Regions from separate parts of the Sus scrofa genome. Here region 2 is linked to region 1. The links are chromatin contacts, called in public HiChIP or PLAC-seq maps. All regions are on one chromosome and are shown on one strand. Each heading gives the region's core, a stretch centred on a gene start, on an enhancer-like site or on the middle of the called end of the contact. The rest is flanking DNA. Distances are from core to core; before and after follow the strand shown.

The links. HiChIP or PLAC-seq counts read pairs in DNA pulled down with a chosen protein or histone mark.
Region 2: a contact with region 1 is called in an H3K27ac HiChIP or PLAC-seq map of alveolar macrophages. The contact joins the promoter of PYROXD2 here to the promoter of R3HCC1L in region 1. A contact is called at or near these places in 1 of 5 promoter capture datasets (liver) and 2 of 2 datasets of contacts at active chromatin or transcription factors (alveolar macrophages and skeletal muscle).

Annotation. Positions count from the first base shown.
Region 1 is chr14:109,482,391-109,485,668 of Sscrofa11.1, reverse strand. R3HCC1L (coiled-coil domain-containing protein R3HCC1L) reads right to left here and starts at 1,564. Exons shown (of 7, transcript XM_001929141.7): 1 at 1,464-1,564.
Region 2 is chr14:109,728,724-109,732,199 of Sscrofa11.1, reverse strand. It overlaps PYROXD2 (pyridine nucleotide-disulfide oxidoreductase domain-containing protein 2), which reads left to right and starts at 1,741. Exons shown (of 13, transcript XM_021072312.1): 1 at 1,741-3,476. The coding sequence starts at 3,389. It overlaps HPS1 (HPS1, biogenesis of lysosomal organelles complex 3 subunit 1), which reads left to right. Exons shown (of 19, transcript NM_001098587.1): 18 at 304-386; 19 at 883-1,112. The coding sequence ends at 1,045.

The sequences.
Region 1 (3,278 bases), core at 315-2,814:
AAACCCACAAAAAGTTGACTGTAAAATCCTTTCTCTACAAGGGGAGAAATAAGACAAAAGCCTACCTCCTTAAACACAGAGCTAAACTGCCAGAATAGAAACCAGGAAACACGCACTTCTAACACATATATCTCCTTCTTATTACCTAGTATAGCTAGGTAAGTGGAACCGTGTTAGACTCAGAGCTAGGTTTAACACAAGCAGTGTGCGAAAAGGAAAAAAAGTCACTAGACCTGCTGGAGACAGGCGTTAGCTTAGCGCCACATCTGAGGAACAATAAGCACTTTCTGGACTACTTGCACCAGTGTAGTGCTGAAGGGAAGTTATAACAAAACAAGAGGGAAGCAACACTGGCTCTAAGAGTCCTGGTGGAAGGGAAGTCTCCAAAACTCTGGTGGACCTTTGAACCCAGATGAAGTTTTAAATTGACCCCAAAGGTGACAGGCCCTAATGTCACCGCTTCACTCAGAACAGGGCATAAGAACATTTGTTTGGCTCACATTCTTTTGCAAAGACACTTTTCCCCTGTTTATTAACTAATTCAACTGATCACGATCATGTTTATAAATCAAGTTCATAAAGACATGAATGTGGTTTTAAAGTTCAACTGACCTGGGCTGGAGGGAAAAAAAAGATAGTAAGGTTGTTATATCTGAAACGTGCTTTCCCACACGGGTCACTTCCGCCGAAGCCCAAAACACTGGAAGGCAGGCAAGCTTCTAAGACAAGTACCCCCATTTTTCAGATCGGGAAACCGAGGCCACGACAAACGGGCTATAAAAGATCACAAGCCCAGCAAGTGGCAGACCCAAGGCTCTTCCCAAGACATCAGACTTCAAATCCCCTGCTTCTTTCCTTACTCAACTCTTAGAGTTGGCTTTACTGATGAGGAAAACTTTAATAATCGGACTTGAAGTTTTCTGAAGGCGGCCCAAGAAAACCAGGAAATACACCCTCTCGTAAAGACGGCTCACTCCCAGCCCATAGCCTGGGGCTCCCAGTCGGCGCAGCGGACTCCCTCCAGAGACTCGTGCCCTGAAATCGCCCACAGCCCGGTGGTCGTCTGGGGCAGCCCCCGAGGCCCATAACCCAATACTCCTGGGCGGAGAGGGGGGTCGCCACGACCCGGCTCAGTACCTGTTGAAACCCAGGAAAGGTACGGCCCCTCCGCAGGGAGTACCTGAGGAAGGGCCCAAAGCAGGTAAGCAGCCCTAGGAGGCAAAAAGGGCCTTCAAAGGTTTCCCCCGCAACACAAGGCCCGCAGGGGTCGAAGGGCGGGAGCTTCCCAGAAACCTCCGCCCCAGGCAGGGGCTAGCCCCACACGTCACGTGAGGAGAAAAATACCGGTAACACACAAAAGGGAAAGGAAGCTTGTCCCAAGTGTAAGGGGAGAAGTAGAGGCGACCAGCCCCAGCCCAAGGTGCGGAGGAAGGAAGGGACAGGGACGCGGGGCAGCTCTTTACCAGGGGTGCAGTCGGTCTCCGTTTCCGCAGCCTCCTCGAAGCTCTTGCTCTTCCGCTCGCGCCGCCCGGGCGCGCGCCAGGCCTCGGCCCCGCCCCCGAGCGCCGCGGGGCCTTCTGGGGGCTGTAGTCTCCGCGAGGCCCGGCCCCCGGGGACGGCCTCCTGGTCACGTGGTGGGAGGAGCTGGCAAAATGATGCAAGCAGGGAGATGTTTGTCCTCCTGTCCGCTCGGACCGCCTCCCCCTTCTCAGCTATAAATGTGCTCGAAAGTCATATCCCACTTAATCTTACCAACCCTACTCTTGTCTTCGCCCCAAGTTTCTTGAAAAAGTAGTCCGCGGCTTCTGCTCCCCGCCCCCGAAAGTGCCCATGTTGCCATTACTCAGTGGAGGTATTTCAGGGCATCTAACCTAAGCTTTAGAAATCACTTGATACTGTTGCACATTGTTACTTATGTTTTGACGCTATCCAGGTTTTCCTTCTTCCTCTCAAGTCGTTCTTCTCCGTCTTCCTCAAGAATTCGTTTTCTAGCCTGCTTCAAACATTAGTGTTCTCCAGAATATTTGTGTCCCCTCACGTCCCACAGACATCTCGAATGTAGCAACTTCAAAAGTGACTCTCCTCCCCTTCCTGTCTGCTAATATTCACTCCAGCCTTCAACCTAGGTTCTTTCCTCTGTCTCACTTTCTCTTCCACTCAACGTCCAAAAGGTCACCAAATTGCCTAGATTCTACTCCAGAGTTATCTCTTAAATCTCTTCCCTCTTCACACCCACCACCAGTGATTTAAACCAGACCAGGTCATTTCTTACCTGCTTACTACGCAGACTTCCTTACTGGTCCCAGCACTTCAGCATGTCTGTGGAGTCCTCCCTATTTATGCAACCAGCAAATTTAATCATGTCACATTGATTGGCTTTAAAGGATCCACTTGACTGGTTTTGGGAAGAGGAATGAAAGTGAATCTCTTGGGTGGTTTTTACAAAAAATGGACGCCAGCCCCACTACTTACTCTCTATCCTGACACAAGTTGTGGTTCTGAGGTTCAGGGAAGAGAATTTATAGCAGATCTTATTTCAGGGTTGGTGGACATGGGCATGTTTTTAAAATTTCCCAGGTGATTTCACCATTCAATAAGATGTATTTTTTGCCTGTTGTGTACCAAGCATTGTGCTGTGTACTGAGAAAATAATAGTGAACAGGACAGTCCCTGCCTTTGCGGAGTTTACAGTGTCTTGGAAGAGGCAGGTATTAATCAAATGATTCCATACCAAAAAATGAAACCAACAATAACAAACCCACACAATTACCAGCTGTGAATTATGCAGGAATTATTATGCAGGAAAAGTAATCAATTCCTTTCCCTTTCCCTCTGCCACCCACCCTAGCCCAGGGTGTGAATCAGCATACCTCCTCAGCCTATCAGACAAAGCCTGTCAGGAGCAAATGTCCTCCCACTCCCTCCCATATTCTTCTAGATTTACAGAACAGCTGAACTGCATAAATTGTTCCTCTGGAAAACTCTTCCCCTAACTTCTACCCTGTCTTACTCTCCTCTGCTGCATTCAAAGCAAACTCAGTTGGGAGTTCCCTCTGTGGCACCGTGGGTTAAGAATCTGACTGCAGTGGCTCAGGTTGTTGCAGACGCAAGAGTTTGATTCCTGGCCTGTTACAGTGGGTTAAAGGAGCCAGTATTGCTGCAGCTGTGGTATAGATCACAGCTGTGGCTCAGATTTAGTCCCTGGTCTGGGAACTTCCATATTCCGCAGATGCAGCCATACGGAGGAAAAAGAAAAAAGAAAACCCAGTAGAATACAA
Region 2 (3,476 bases), core at 492-2,991, 250 kb before region 1:
GCCCTCCTACACACATGCCCGTTGCTGACCCAGGTTCCCTGGTTGATGGGAACGAGAGCTACCACGTGCCAGGCACGAAGCTCGGAGCTCCATATTCATCAGGTCTGATGTTCTTTGCGAGATTATTGGTTTTCCTGCTTCACAGGTGGGAAGACAGGTAAAAAGGTCCACGCATTTTCCCAGGACCAAGTGCACACCAAACAGGGCTGGGCCCGGCCTCGGACCCAGTACGGCTACTCAATCCCACGTTCTTCCACCACACCCACCGCCTCCCCATTCAGAAAGCCCTTCCTCCTTCCCCAGGGCCACAAACTCCAGATCATCGAGGTGCCTGTCCTGTCTGACGACTCAGCTCCCGTCGGCATGCTGGGAGGAGACTACTACAGGTGACACCGATCCAGAGGGCCGCTGGGGACACACGGGGACAGATGATGGGAGACGAGTGCCAGTCCCCACAGAGGGAGCAGCCCCTCCTTCAGGAATGTCCCCCCCCCTTGATCCCCCCTTGTTAGAAGCTCCTCCCAGCCTGGCATTCAGTGAGAGGAAGAGTGGGGAGCTCACTGGGGTTCCTGCCCTTCTTCCTGCTGACGCTCGAGGCAGCATTTGCAAACCTCTCTGCTGGGCTCCGGATGTCCTGCCCTGCTGGCTCTGTGGTGCCTGTACTGGGGCATTGCCCTCCAGCAGACCCCACTCCAGGATTAGGACCCAAAGGGGTGGGCCGTGACAGCCTGGGGCCAAGCCTCGTATGGTTGGGTCAGCAAGGGGCAGGGGAGGCCTCTTTGGCCCAGTGCTAGGGCCTGGTGAGGTGACCCAGTGCCTGCAAGGTGCCTGGAGAGGCCCATGGCCTTGGCTCCTTTCTGAATCCTGCCCCTGTCTCCCCAGAAAGCTCCTGCGGTACTACAGCAAGGGCCACCCCGCCGAGGCCGTCAGGTGCCACGAACTGCTGGCCCTCCACCTGTCAGTCATCCCCACGGACGTGCTGGTGCGGCAGGCAGCTGAGCTGGCCCGGCGCCTGGGGGAGGCCTCGCGCATGCCCCTGCCCTAGGCCAGAGGAGGGGGGTGCTCCCGTGCATCTGCCTGTGCCCCCTGTTCTCCAGGCCCACGTTGCTTGCGTATGTCCCCATGATGAGAGCCTCCTCCTCATAGCAGCCACCTGAGGACGTCACAGTCCAGGGAGGCCCCAAGCTTTCTTAAAGAAACTCCACCTTGACCAGCCTCAGCCCCAGTAACGAGCAAATCCCCAAACCTTTCTGTCTGGAGGAGGGGAGGCCAGAGTATTCCTTCAGTCTCAGAACAGCAGCGACCGTGAGGGTAGAGCTGGGGCAGCCCCCTTTTGGAGAAAGTCCCCGGTACCTGCGGGTATCTGCCCTTCTCAGTGGAGAGAGCGCCCTCAGGAAGCCAGTTCCCCCCCAAACCAAAGGTGCTCCCGGCTGGGTTAAACCCCAGCTCTGCCACATCATCTCTGCGCCTCTCGGCAGGCTTCCCCACCTCTAGACCTGGCTCCCCGTGTTCAGATGACAGCACCCCCTCTCAGGATGGTCCTGGGCCTGCTGGACATGTGGCAGGTGCTCAATAAATGCCGGTCCCAGTTACCATTACTGTTCAAGCTGCTGGTCCTGTTTGGTGGCCTCTTCATGCTCGTCTTGGTTCCTGGTTCGTGCCCCAGCCCCGCCCCAGAGATTTCAGGTCCCTCGGTCCAGTGATCCCAGGTTTTGAGGTTGTTCAAAGCTTCCCGGGTGGTCCTGGTGTGCCCTGGATTGAGAACACTGCCTGAGGGGCACAGCCCCTCCTCCAACCTAGAAGTTCCCTCCCCAGGGACAGACACAAGGGCAAGAGGCCATCAGAGCCCGGGGCTAGGGCGTCTGGTGCTCTCGGGCCGAGAGGCTTGGCTGGGAAAGAGGGAATAGAGGTGGCAGAAGCAGGCACGGCCCAGCAAAGCTGTGGGTTCATGTGTGACACACAGACAGCAGCCAGGCCTTCTGTGCCTTGAGCCTTAAGCTGAAATTCACGCAGAGCAGACTGTTCTTTCCCGTTAAGTGAGCAACTTGCGGAGACAGAGGTCCTGAAGGACCTAGAACCACACCTCCCAAGGTGGCAGCGGGGGACAGAGTCACGAGGCGACAAGGACTACTTCTCCTTAACATCATGACTTTGTGGACAGGAATTTAAAGCACAGTTGTAGAAAATATAAGAAGTGCAAAGGAAAGACTAAGTCTGGGAGGCTGCTGCTGTTTCGGGTGCTCACTTCTGTCAAATAGTATTTTCCCTTTCCCTTCATTTTTAGCAGCAGCATGATGTGATGTGTCAGGTTTAACTAGTCCCCCCAGTTTTTCCGTATTTTAATTCGCATGGGGCTGGGGGAGATCCTGAATTGGCTGTTGGCAGACGCACGTGCAGTGTAAACTTGCTGTGGTGGGTGGAGAGGTGTCTGAGTCGAGTAGAAGAGGCCCCAGAAATCCACACCCAGAGGCAACCTTCCACGTCCTCTCCTGATTCTGCTGAGTCTGGGGTGCAGTTCTGGTGGTGGGTTTGCACAACACTGACAGGTGCCAGAGCAGTTACAGGAGCCCCTGAGCTGCTTTTTTCCTGGGTGGGAGGCAGCCTGACCAATGGGCAGCAAGCCAAGAGACCCCTGAGTCAGGACAGGCCAGAGGGCAGTGAGTGTTTGTTTAGCTGAAGGTATTTACAGATGTGCTCTTCCATCCTGGAGGATTCTTGGAAAATGGGAAAGGTGCCAAAAGACAAGAGAAGTGTTCAGGCCTTCGAAAGACAAAGGAGAACCCCAAGAATCACAGACGGCTGAGCTGGGCCCCCAAGCCCTTCCAGCTTTGCAGGAGCCTGTGAAGCGGCTGGTGTTTAAGCATTTAGGGGAGGACACATGGCTCTCTGGGGTCCCCGAGGCCTTCGGGCACTGCCCCTGAGCCTGCTGTGGGGATGGAGTAGCTACCCCTACAAGCCAGAGGGACAGGGAGTTGGAGCAGAGTCTGATCTGGGTCTCTGTGCTCGGATTTCCACGCCCAGCTCAGCTGGCACATTTAAAAGCCTCAGCGCCCCTCCTCTGGGGCTTCCACGAGGAGCTGCATGACTGAGCACCTGGGCCCCCCAGGAGCCCTGGGGGATTACCAGTGCAGAGAGCACTCTCTAGAGGCCTGGAGACAGCACCAATTCCGCCGGGTTACCAGGCCCTCTCCCACAGCTCTGCCCCAAGGGGACTGGGCCTGCCACCCAGGCAGCTCAGTGTCCTCTGTTCAGTCATGGCCCGAGGCCAAGTTCCGCAGCTGGGCCTCAGCTCCTCCTCTCTTCCTGCTCTCACTCTGCTCCTCCCCCTGCCTGGAGAGGCCCAAAAAGCTGATTGCAAGCAAAATTCCTGGCCTAGTCCTGGGCAGAAATGGCTGCATGTGGCCAAGGGTTCAGCAGGGCCGTGCGTGCCTCTCCCCACCCTGCTTGGAGACAAGCTCACTCAGACACCACCCGGG